2 separate regions of the Lactuca sativa genome follow, and region 1 is linked to region 2. A link is a contact called in public Hi-C data. All regions are on one chromosome and are shown on one strand. The core of a region is the stretch at or near the end of the contact, and the rest is flanking DNA. Distances in the headings are between cores, read along the strand shown.

Region 1 (6,751 bases), core at 2,471-4,970, 280 kb before region 2:
ATAAAGACGTTTCCAAACCAAAATTTACGCCATAAAATTCCCCTATATATTATATTCCAATACAACATCCTAATAAATTCCAAAATTACCGACAACAAATAATTACTATAATTACTATGTACACAGTTATCCGATGACATAGGAGAGCGGTTGACTCCCTCTCGCTCTCTCTCTAGATTTTTATCTATTATTACCTGGGTCTGCGGCTAGACATATAAATAGGGTTTGCCATCATTTGTGTTGCATCTGCTTTATCTTTGGAGAGCCTTGTCCTATCAAGGCGCGCTCTTCTTGCAGCTTCTTGAATATGTCGATCATGATCTTTCAGCATCTGGTCCACATTTGCATTTGATGAACCCAATGGACCCGAGAAATGGATCTTGTTGTTTCCCTTGTATCCATGACCATTCTATAATAATCAAACACCATATTAAGTATCACTCTACTTTCCTTCATTTGTAGATATAATATATATAAATATATAACTCACCTGAGCAGGTTCCTTAGTACTAGATCTTCCACTTTCCATGTATCTCCGGGAAAGGTCTTTCCGATCATGCTTTCCGGAGTGTCCAAATTCTTGGGTGAACTCCGATAGTCTTCCCATTTGATTTGTTGGATCTAATTGTGAAGAATTACAATTAGAATTAGAATTAGACACACGTTTTTCACGATCTTCAGCTGATAATATCCGCGAGCTCACTAAACCCGAGAGCGAAGATAAATCAGCTCGGCTCGTGATTGAGACGTCGTCGTATTTCTTTCCTGATTTTGTCCATGAATCCGCAACCAACGGGCCGGAATAGGATTCCCGCATTGGTGGGTGTGGTTTGGAATCGCTGATTGAATCTTTCGAGTAATGGGAAAGTCTAGGGTTTTCGATTGGGAAACCGGAAGCCGTGTCGTCTTTGTTACGGGAGAAGTACTCGCTTCTGCTCTTTGAGTTTGCTCGGTCTTGCCTTCTCTGTAAAGGAATTGGATTCAAGTGTTGTTAACAAATAAGGAAATAATTAATAATCATAAATAAATAAATAAATAAATAATAGTTTAGTGGATAAATTGATAAAATGGTTAAAGTACCTGCATCGATGCAGCTAACTCAGCATTGGCATCAGGAGCTGGAACTGCCCGAGGGTCTTTCGGTCCTCGGCTTTCCTTTTCCACCTTTTGGCCCTTATATTCCGCTCTTTGTCTACACAACATTTTCAGTGATTAGAAAGTTGATTTAATCAAGAGTTATCCATTCCATTCCAATGGAATGAACCATTCCATTCCTTCACAAGTTCCATAACTTAGTGTGGTAAATAGTATAAAATGAATACATGCACATACCTTCTAGCTTCTTCCTCCCTCAGTTTTGCATCAATTTCTTTGCTGGGAGGATATTTTGGCAAACTTGAAGGATCACAAGCATGTGGTTTTGTTGTAAAGAACTGCAATAATATTAAAATCATATATAAGTCATCTGAATGTTTAGTTTTAGTCTATCATAAGAAATTGAAAAGAATTAACAAAATTGAAAGGTGGCTTAAAACAGTAGGTATAGGTTAAATCTTTTTTTTTTAAATCAAAACCAGGTAACCAGGAAATATGGTTTAAATGGGTAAAAGTAATGGTTTAATCACAACAGAACACAGTTAAAGCCTAAATTGATATAATGATTAAGTAAAAGTTCTTTTCTTTATTGTTCCCTTTAAAACATATCCAATGACTGATGTGTTCATTATTTCCTGAATTTTATGTATTACTTGTGCTATTTTGTGGCCCATTACCTCACTCTTAAGAGCAAATAATGCTGTTCCTCTTTGTGAAGGATCTATTGCAAGTAACATCTCCATAAGACTGATAGCAACAGGAGGAACATCTTTAAAAGTTTCTTCAATTCGACATCTGTAAGGTTGTGTAGGTTTAAACACTGCTGAATGACGTAATTTTGATTTTCTCCAATAATCCTCAGATGGTGAACCACAAAGTTTGAATATTTTATGCAATTGCTCCACCTACAAAAGAGAAATCATAAGTCAAAAGAGTAACCAAGAGGAAGATCAGTTCATAGAATGTTTTTGGAAGGAATGGAATCTGTCAAGTTTTTAGACCTCTGTTCGACCAGGCATGATAGGTTTTCCAGCATATAACTCTCCAAGAATGCATCCTGTGCTCCACAAGTCCACTGCAACTCCATAATGAGTTGCTCCAAGAAGAAGTTCAGGTGGTCGATACCAAAGAGTCACAACTCGGCTAGTTAATGGCACATTTTCCCGATGATCAAAAAAACTTGCTAAACCAAAATCTGCAATCTTCAAGATTCCATGATTGTCTATCAAAAGATTTGACCCTTTTATGTCACGGTGTAAAACACCACGACTATGGCAATGCTCAAGTCCACTTAGCAGTTGTTGCATGTAGCATTTAACCTACAATACAAGAATGCATCCATCATCCATGTAACATTATGTATCCAGAAAACTCGAGAAGAAGAAGAAAAAAGAATCTGAGTCTACCTGTGGTTCTGTGAACTTAGCCCCAGGTAAAGATGCAAGTCCAGTAAGATCATGTTCCATATACTCAAAAACCAGGTATAAGCTACATGAAGTGCGTGAAGTGACCATTCCTTCAAGCTTGATTATATTGGGATGATCAAGCCTTCGCAAGATAAGAATCTCTCTCGCCATAAACTTCACACTTTCAGGATCCATGTTATCAAAACGCACTCTTTTTAAAGCAACAACTTTATTGTTAGTGAGATCACGAGCCTTGTAGACACTGCTATAAGTTCCTTGACCAATCTGCATCAAAACAATCAGATTCAGAACGTATTCAGCGCCTGAGATATCAAATTTGGCAAAAGTTTCATAAATATACCTTTTCAAGTTTCTCGAATGTATCTGCTCGGCGAGGTAACCATCCATTGATGGCTTCACCAGCTACAGCAGCAAGCCAAGAAGGCCAACCTGCCACGACTTGTTCACCTTCTATAGCTTTTGGAATAGTCCCTATACCCGGAATATTAGCAATAAACACTTCTGACACGTCTCTCTTCTTCTCGTAATGATCATCACGAACACGTCGTGAAGAATTCAATCTCTTGTCGATGGATCCAGTTCTTACCTCACCTCTATTCTTCACCCTAAAACTTTCTACCCTTTTAGACCGCGATCCGCGCGATTCTGATGAAGCTTTACTCGGTACTCTCTCCCTTGAACTCGAACTCCCTCTGCCATCATCGATGGCAGCAGGCTTACCACAAATCCCACCCATTAAATCCCCAAAACTAAGTGCCAATCACAGCTATAGAAAAACCCAATCAAGCTAATCAAAAAACAACGATTTCACTTCTGTGGATGTGCGTCGGTTAAGCATAATCATTACCGACCAACATCATACAAAACGAAATTCAATCCGGCGCTTGATATAGTACAAAACTGATGATACCTTTAGACCTGATTTGAATGAAAACCCAAAATTAGGGTTTTGATGTGCTCTCCAAAATCAAAGAATTCGTGCAACTATTTTCCGTGGATGAGAGTCAAAATTGAACACTTTTACTTGCTCGTATGCATCAACGCGCTTTCAGATATAAATATCGATAGACAACACTCTTTGCCGGCATGGCCGAGTCAAAGAGTTGAACTCTCTCTCTCTCTCTCTCTCTCTCTCTCTCTCGAATGTTAAAAAAACAGTCAGAGGATAAATGGTCTCTCTTTCCTCTCTCTCTCTCTCTCTCTGCAAAGAATGTTGTTTATAGAATATATCATTTTACTCCCATACACTATAGTGTATGTTTGTTTTGACCCCTGAATTACCATTTGTACTAATAATAATACATTATGTCATATTGTGGCCTTGTGGGCACTTGAATAGACCTTCTAGACCTAACAAATATGAGACAGATGTTATGTGACAAACCTGATAGTCTATTGGTCCATATCGAACCAAAGATTTTCTAGACAAATCAGCGAGTATCGATCTTTTTTAAGGTTTTGTAAATGTATTTTTGTAATTTGTTATTTTTTGTAAATTCTGTTTTTTATAAACTTTGAACGTATAATTATATAAGTATTTCATTTGGAAATTCTAATATTTTGTATTATATAAGTTTTAAAGTAAAACTATGATAAATTAATAATTATTATAAATCCATGGTTAAGCTTAAAAAATGAGTTTTTTAACTTATTAATGTTTCCATACTCGTATAAGTTAAAATGAATGTTTGGATAGACTGTTTTTTAAAAATGACTTAGAGTGAAACCAGAGATAAGTCATTTTTTATAAGTTATTAACCCCTAGCTTATCAAAACTTTGTATAATAATTGTCCGACATCTCTGTGAAGCTTTTTTTTTTTTTTTTTATCATTTTACCAAACACTAAAAAGGCTTATCATTTTATAGTGTTTTGACATAGGATAAGCTAATTCAAACATTTTTTTAAAAACTTCGTTTTGACGCCGCTATAAACTAATAAGCTATAAATTAAAAAGTAATAAGCATTTTTAATAAGCTTAACCAAACACCCTCATACTAAATCGGTAACTTATAATTAGTTATAGTAGGATCTGTGATAAAATTTACCATGAAAGTTCGTTTTGTTACCATTTGATTACTCAACATCAAAATTAATTGAATTGAACTTTAAAATCAGAATTTTGACACTATTTATCTATTCGAACTTGTTTTATGCGGTTTGTCTTGTTACTTGTCAACATGGATCCATAGGGAATGATGTGACATCCTACATGGAAAATCATACGATTTTAATATTTGGAAGGGCCTTAAACATTGTTGTTTTGGGGTTGTTATTGCATGGGGGCTATGTGAGTGGTCACTTTACCTTTTGAGTCATACCACGACCAAATCTCTCTTCTCCTTTCTCTATAAGGGTCATAATTTGTATTGATTTGTTATGAAGTTAGGGTCTTCAATTTGAAGCAATTGTTGGTTATACCTTTGTATTTTGGTTATTCGAAGTCGTATACAATTTCATAAAAATGAAGTCTGGAAGTAAAAGTAAATGTGATTTTGCAACGGATATGAACTACCATGGATTTTCATTCCAAATCCTCTATAATATTGTAACATTCAAGTTTGGTAACTTTCAATTTAACCCCTCCCCCCCCCCCCCTTTTTTTTATTGAAAAACCTTGCACTTTGGTCCTTTAGCTAGTACACGGGGCATACTAAGTGGTACGCTTGGCGTACTAGCCCGATGATTTGTCGCGGATTCCACCCACGTGGGGCATACGTGGAGTACGCATAGCGTACACAGGTATGGGACAAACCCTAATTTTTAGGGTTTATGCCCTATTTAAACATCTTAAACCCACCTCCTTAACATTTTAGACCAACTTCCATCCTCCTTGTCCCAGAGAACGAAACCCTAAGTGTGTTAGTGAGTTTTTAAGCTTGATAAAGTGATTTTTTTTAGTGTTTTAAGGTGAAGAAGAAGATAAGCCCTTGGAGAAGTTGATTGAGGTGATCCAGGATCACCTTCACATTTGCAAGCTTTTTGAGGTAAAAAGCTCACACCTTTATGTTCATTTATGATAGATCTTCTATATGGTGTTTCTTGGGCATTTTTTACCCTTTTATGTTAAAGGTGGGCTTTTGATCTACTCCAGAAGTAATGGATGCTAGATCTTAGCTCCATTCAATCCCCATGATCATAAAAATGTAAACTTTATGGTGTATTTTGACCTAAACAGTTAATATCGGCGATTTCCAGGTGGGATATCAGTTATCGGTACTTTTCAAAATAGCGGTGTCAAATATTGGTATGAAATATCGGACCACAAATATCGGTGATATTTACCGATATTTAACCGATATTTCTAGGTGATTTCCAGGTGGGATATCGGTTAAGTAATTTTACTTGCTTTTTTAGTGTTAAGTCACGACCTTAAATCTTATGGACTTAACTTAAATGAACCTGCTATTATGTTAAGTACTTAATTGTTAGTTTTAGGTCATAGACTCATGTTTTAAGTATTAATCGATCTTATTGTTATGTTAATTGTTACATACTTAAGTGTTAACTTGCTAGTTTCTATAGGTTTGATCATGTTGATGTGTTAAGTAAATAATTCTTAAATGATGATGATGATATTAGGGTTGATGTGGATGATCTAGATATAATAATTGGTTGCCTTGGTTGATGTGGACTTGGAGGAAGATCCCATGGCTTACGTAAGATTATGTTTCAAACATTGACGGTTTTGAATTTTGACTTTTTATATTACTTTTATATATGTTTTATGTTGATATATATTAATTATGCATGATATAAAAGTACTGATATCCCACCGCGATAACCTATATCCCAAATATCGCCCCTTGACCGATATTTGATTTTGGACCGCTATAACTGCCTAGATTTTGACCCATGCATGTATTAAGACCTTTGTTAAGCCCTTTTTAAGCTCTTGAGCCCCATTAAGCCATGAATGCATGTAAACTTGCCAACTTTATGTGATAAGTCATATTTAAGGACCATATATGAGAGTTTAGATAAAGGACTTAGCGGGTTAAGTGCTTAATGGAGTAAGTTGACACACTGAGGATTACGCAGGGCATACCCAACTGGTACGATGCGCGTACTAGCCCCAGCTGGAGTACGTTAAGCGTACGAGCTGAGTACGCAGATGGTCTTTTAGGCTTAACGTCATCGGTATTGGGCCATAGTGTGGATTTGGAAGTTTAGGCCTAGTTGGGCCATTAGGCCTCTATTTTAGGCTTTGGGCTAGCATGTTGGGCTTCC
Region 2 (6,186 bases), core at 2,885-5,384:
CCCCATCTTCTTGTGGGTTGTCTATTAGGAGTTTGGTTTCCAGTATGAGGAGTTGGTTCTAAAATCTCAAGTGATTTGTCAGGTGGAGTCATGGAGGTACACCTAAGCTGATGAGGGATTTCGATGCAATGTGCGAATTCTTGGATTGACCATTCTTATGCCTGTGGGACAGTGGGTTGGTGATGACTTGTCAGGAAGTCATGAGTATATTTAAAGTTTTTGGGCGGAATTCACGATTGGAATGTTTTAAGTATCTTTTTAGCACGTTTTGGTGGTGTCCCTAGTCAGGGATTAGGGGTAGGTTCGACGAACGGATGATCATCAGTCTTAGGGTAAGGTTTCTGAGAACAGCCTGGTGGGTTCTCGATTTCGGGAAGTATAATGACGAGGATGGTTTGTGGTTATAATACTGAGAGTCTCCAGTTTATGTGGTTTTCTCTAGAAGTTGGGTCATGCGGTTAGGAAAAAAATTGTTATGTTTGAGCATTTTCAACTCCCACCTTCTTTTGGAAACCTTTCACCACCATGTTGGCCTTATATATCTTGCTCCTATCAATTTCTTCTTTGACCCAAATACTCACTTGTTTTGTAGTGTTTTTTTGTTGGTAACTTAACAAATGACAATTTCTCGTTCTTGTCGAGTGAGCACAACTTATCCTGCCTACTTTCTTCCAATGTATGGAATCTTATATCCTTAAGACTTTGATAAGTTTCTAGTTCTCCCATTCCAATCAACAAATAAGTAGTTTGGTGATGGAAAATATTTGACCGTATGTCTCCTTTCTCGAATGGACCTTCACGGTATACCCAAAGCTATGGTTTTAATGGCTTCGTTCTTAGTGTCCTCGACTTCGTTGCCTGAAGACAACACTTCGCTCTCACTCACACATGTATTTCTAGATGCTTTTCTCCCATTACAAGATCATGATCATAAGATCATACCGAGATCAAAAGATTCTATTAAAATAATTTAGCCGTTAAATTTGCTTGTAAAGTTCTATTTTTGCAATATCCGTTATAGCTTGATGTTAATCGAGGCATCGATAGTAGAATCAACTTTAACATTTTAAACATAGATATTGTAGATGCAAACCACAACAATCAGGAAGAAAACACATTTAGTAAAAAAAAAAAAACAAGATGATTATGACCATACATCTAAAGGCATAACTCACAAAGAGACTTATTTATGTGAAACGGTCATCTACCTAATTTGAGATGAATGTATGAAGCTATGACATAAATTATAAACTTTCTATTGTTCTAATGTTTAAATTACTAAATACTTAACTAGAATAAAGATTAAAAAACATAATCAGACCGAGATAAGATCTTACGATTCTAATTAGTGATTCATAATAATCTTAATATAGTTAAGATTTGTAGGATCTCTAAAATCAATATCACAATCTTATTTAAAAACATAGATAAAACAATTTAACATTTTCACTTTATGTTTAAAAAAAGAGTAATTCCATAGGCATCCTTGCTAATTGCACTCCCTTTTAACTTTTTGTTTTTAGTTGTTTTTTTCTTTAGTCTATTTAGTCTTTTATTGTTTTTTTCTTTTTTTAATATTATTTAATATATTTGATTTATTATTGTTATTACTAAAAAAATATTATAAATAACAATAATATGAATAATATTAATAAATCAAAGTTTATTTTTTATTTATCATCGAATATACTGACAGTTTGAGTATTATAATTGTATGATGCATTATGTGTATTATGCGGAACATAAACATACAATCGAGAACTATAAAAGGTTTCCCATTTAGCATAATGTTGAATGTTTTGATCTGTAAATGCTTCCCCTATAGTTCAGACTATTCATATGTTATTTTTCCGACTATTGTTGTGTTATTTTTTGTTTGGACTATTCATATGTTATTTCTTATTCGGACTATCATTATGTTATTTTTTTGGTTTGGACTACCATTGTGTTATTTTTTGGTCGGATTATCCATATGTTATTTTTGTCGTTTAGACTATCCTTATGTATAGTGGTTCAATTTTAGATGAAAACCATAACCGAACCATATGTATTCGGTTAATCAAAATTAAAAACCGTACCATATCTTTTAGTAATGGTTCAGTTAAAATGATTCAGTTATATCAATTAATTTAGTTATGATTCGGTTTTACGGTTAATATGCTTACTTCTAAGGGAATATGACTTATTAAGGTAATTAACTTTTCGGTATGTTCACATCTAGGTAACTATCTTTTTTTTGTACACATATAGGTAACAAACTTGTTGGAAGTGTTCACATATGACCATTATGACCTGCTATAGCAGGTTAAATCCTAGATGTGAATGCTTTCAACAAGTTCGTTACCTAGATGTGTACAAAAAAATAGTTACCCAAACATGAACAAAAGGAAAAGTAAAAATTAAATTACACGAATGGTCCCTGTGGTTTGGGAGAATTTGTGTTTTTTTGTCCCTAACTTATTTTTTTAAACTTGGATGGTCTCTATTGTTTACTTTTGTTGCACGTTTGGTCTCTGTCTTTCTTAAAAATACTATTGTGCCCTTATTAATTTATTTTTTAATTAATTTTCTTATTTATGTATTTATTTTTTACATATTTAAAATTTTAATAGACCCCACATATTTGTATCTCTCCTCGGATGATCCCTACTGTTTATTTTTTAATTAATTTATTTTTTTTTTAACTCGGATGGTCTCTACTGTTTAATTTTGTTACGATCTTGGTCTCTGTCTTACCTAAAAAGACTATTGTGCTCTTATTAATTAATTTTCTTGTTTATGTACTTATGCTTTCTATATTTAAGTAAATTTAATAGACCCCACATATCTGTATCTCCTCACCATCCCATCTCTCTTCCTTCTCAACATTTATTTATTTTCCATCTTTAGTGATATTGACGTCTTCATCATCCCTTCTTTTTTCGGTCATTTAACTCCGTCGAATCAACACCACAACCTACTAAAGATGAAGAAACAGTAGGTTATGGTGCTGCTTTGCCAGAGTTGAAGTACCAAAAAACGAAGGATGGTGAAGACGTCGATATTACTAAAGATGGAAAAGAAATAGAAGTTGGGAACGATGAGAGATGGGATGGTGACCGGTAAGACTCAATTTAAAGTTCTCAAATCTGGTTTCAAGTTTACGGTGAGGAAATACACATATGTGGGGTATATTAATTTTTTTAAATATTTAAAAAATAAATACATAAATAAGAAAATTAATTAAAAAATAAATTAATAAGGGAAAAATAGTCTTTCTAGGTAAGACAGGGACCAAAACCGTAACAAAATATACAGTACGAACCATCCGAGTTAAAAAAATAAATTAATTAAAAAATAAACAGTAGGGTTCATCCGAGGAGAGATACAAATATGTGGGGTCTATTAATTTTTTTAAATATGTAAAAAATAAATACATAAATAAGAAAATTAATTAATAATTAAATTAATAAGGGCATAATAGTCTTTTTAAGAAAGACAGTGACCAAACGCGCAACAAAAATAAACAATATGGACCATCCAAGTTAAAAAGAAAAAAGTTAGGGACCAAACACACAAATTCTCCCAAACCACAGGGACCATTCGTTTAATTTAATTTTTACTTTTCGTTTTGTTCATATTTGGGTAACTATTTTTTTTATACACATCTAGGTAACGAACTTGTTGAAAGCGTTCACATCTAGGATTTAACCTGCTATAGCAGGTCATAATGGTTATATGTGAACACTTCCAACAAGTTTGTTACCTAGATGTGTACAAAAAAAAAATAGTTACCCAGATATGAACATTCCGAAAAGTTAATTACCTTAACAAGTCATATTCCCTACTTCTAATTATAGATTTAGGAGAGATGCAATTAGAATTGTTGGATACTTATTATTACGTATAGCAATACCATTGATAAATTGTTTGTCATCGTATTCAAATATTTATTTGAATAAACTTAAATGATATATCAAAAAAAAAAATTATAACTACCTATTCGATTTTTATGTAAAATATTCCGAACATATATCGCTTATTTTATGTGTTCCGTAACTGGGTGAGCGACACGTCGTTATCTTTTTTTAATTTATGGTAAGTTGGTAACCGAGCATACAGAGTTGAGTAATTACTTAACAATTTCACCATCCTTTCACTTCCTGCGTAAGTTAGCGGTCTTCCCCTTGAACGCGCGAATAGAAGAACCATCGAGCGCGCACACACACACTTCACTTCTACTTTCTCTCTCCAACTACAAGTCTCTGATCCTTTTGCCCTGTTTTTCTCTCTGTCTTTCTCTCATGAATTGGAGTTTGATATGATCTAATTCAATTTTGCGTAAAATTGGCCTGTTTTTTGTTTTGTTTGGTTTTGGTATTTACATATTCTAGGGTTTTGATTCGATTTGATCACTAAGTGCGGAGATGGAAGTTGCAATCGAGGGTTTGGATTCTGATGTTTCTATTCTGAAGAAAGTTAAACATGATGAGGTATTGTTTCCGTTAAATTAAATTTTAGTTTCTATTATATTTTTTATTCATGCACCAATTGTTCGTGGCTAAGTTTTCCCCTTCGATGATCATGTTTCATCTGCATGATTTGTTGAATTTTATCTTGTTTGCCTTAATTTTTTTTGTATTCATCTCGCTTACAAGCTAATCGTTGGCTTAGGTTTCTTTCTATTTTGTGTGTGTGGGGTGGATCATGAACATGAGGGGACAATTATTATTTTTTAATTTAAATTTTATGCAAATATGTTCATGTGAGAATAGAATCTGTTTCCAACTGTAACTAGGATCTGTGAAAAAAGTTTTGAGATTTTGATCTATTTTGATTTGCTTTTGGTTCGTTATTCCCCTTTTCTATTTTGAATTGCTACAATGAAGACCCATTAAAGAGAGAGAAAAGATCGTGGTTTCTTTGGGTATAATGTCAAATCATACCTTTTAATACAGGTATGAGACATCTGTTTTGACTCTATAGAGATTAGTCTTAGGGAAAATCAGCCTATTTCTTTGGCATTTAGTTGTTGAGCACTACTATTGCATTATGTGAACAAGGTGAAACTTTTGGTAGTAATACATTGGGGCTTTATGTAGTGAGCAAGGTAAGATGATAAAGAAACATAGAGATTGGCGATGAATGTTTTAAGCTTTTAAACATCATAGATCATAGAGGTTGGAAGTAATACATCACTATCTGTTCAGTATAAGCCTATATCTAATTATTATTACAGTTTCTTTGCAGTTTACTTTTGTGAGTAAATTGTAGTGTAACCATAAGGATTTGATACTTTTATTGATCATCACAGTGATATTCTTTTGTTCAAACTAAGATAAATTGAAGTACACCACTTTATTTCATTAATTTTGCTTACAATAACATCCTACATCCATTTATTCCTATTACAACACTATACTTTGAGAATCTAACCAATTCTAGCAATGTCATCAAAGTATACAAAGCAGTTTTCATTAATATGGGTAGATTTTTCAAAATACAACACCTTAACAAATAACATGAAACAAGAAACAAAATAGAAAATACAATATAAACAGAAAGATGTGAAAGTATGATGCTGTAATATACAAAAAAGGGTTTCAAATGTGTTATTTCGGAAATTCTGGATAAAACTTTGTTATTCTTTAACAGGAAGTCTTGAATCCTACTAGTGAAGGTGGATCATCTGTATCACTAAGCTCAGGAAACATCAATTCAGATACATCATACCATGATGATGACAATGAGGGAGATGACATGGTTGATGAAGAAGAAGAAGAAGAAGAAGATGATGCCTTTGATTATGATGATGATGGGGATTATATGTTTGAAAACATAGAAGAGGAAGAAGAAGATCATTATTTGAGCATGCAAGCTCAATTTGATAATGTTGATTTGCCACCTGGCGTGGAAGCATCTTTCTCCTGGTTGAAGGATCCTGTCCCTAGCACAAGTGTGACAGGTGGCGCGAGCTATACAGGCGCCATGGATCCTCAAAAAATACAAGAAATTAGCATCAGCAAAGGTAAGGATGTTGCTAGTAGCAGTTCAACTGTTGTTCAAGAAGCTGTTTCAGGATCTGTGGAGAAGAAGGAAGAGGTGGTGGAAGTGGAATCCATGAAAAAGTTTGAAGAATTTAAATTGTTCGACATTGTTAATGATTATTCTGATCATCACTTCAACTCTGCTGGCTTTCAAGGGCAA

The links. A called contact is a pair of places that touch in the nucleus more often than the background predicts.
Region 1: a Hi-C map of seed shows a contact between it and region 2, with 8 times the contacts expected there. The contact joins the promoter of LOC111899892 here to the promoter of LOC111899929 in region 2. A contact is called at or near these places in 3 of 4 Hi-C or Micro-C datasets (leaf and seed).

Annotation. Positions count from the first base shown.
Region 1 is chr4:109,612,184-109,618,934 of Lsat_Salinas_v11, reverse strand. LOC111899892 (probable serine/threonine-protein kinase At1g54610) reads right to left here and starts at 3,720. Exons shown (of 8, transcript XM_023895791.2): 1 at 2,863-3,720; 2 at 2,502-2,786; 3 at 2,097-2,414; 4 at 1,773-2,000; 5 at 1,333-1,433; 6 at 1,081-1,192; 7 at 491-964; 8 at 24-409. The coding sequence starts at 3,258. The coding sequence ends at 191.
Region 2 is chr4:109,332,958-109,339,143 of Lsat_Salinas_v11, reverse strand. It overlaps LOC111899929 (putative ubiquitin-conjugating enzyme E2 38), which reads left to right and starts at 4,134. Exons shown (of 6, transcript XM_023895818.3): 1 at 4,134-4,472; 2 at 5,635-6,186. The coding sequence starts at 4,407.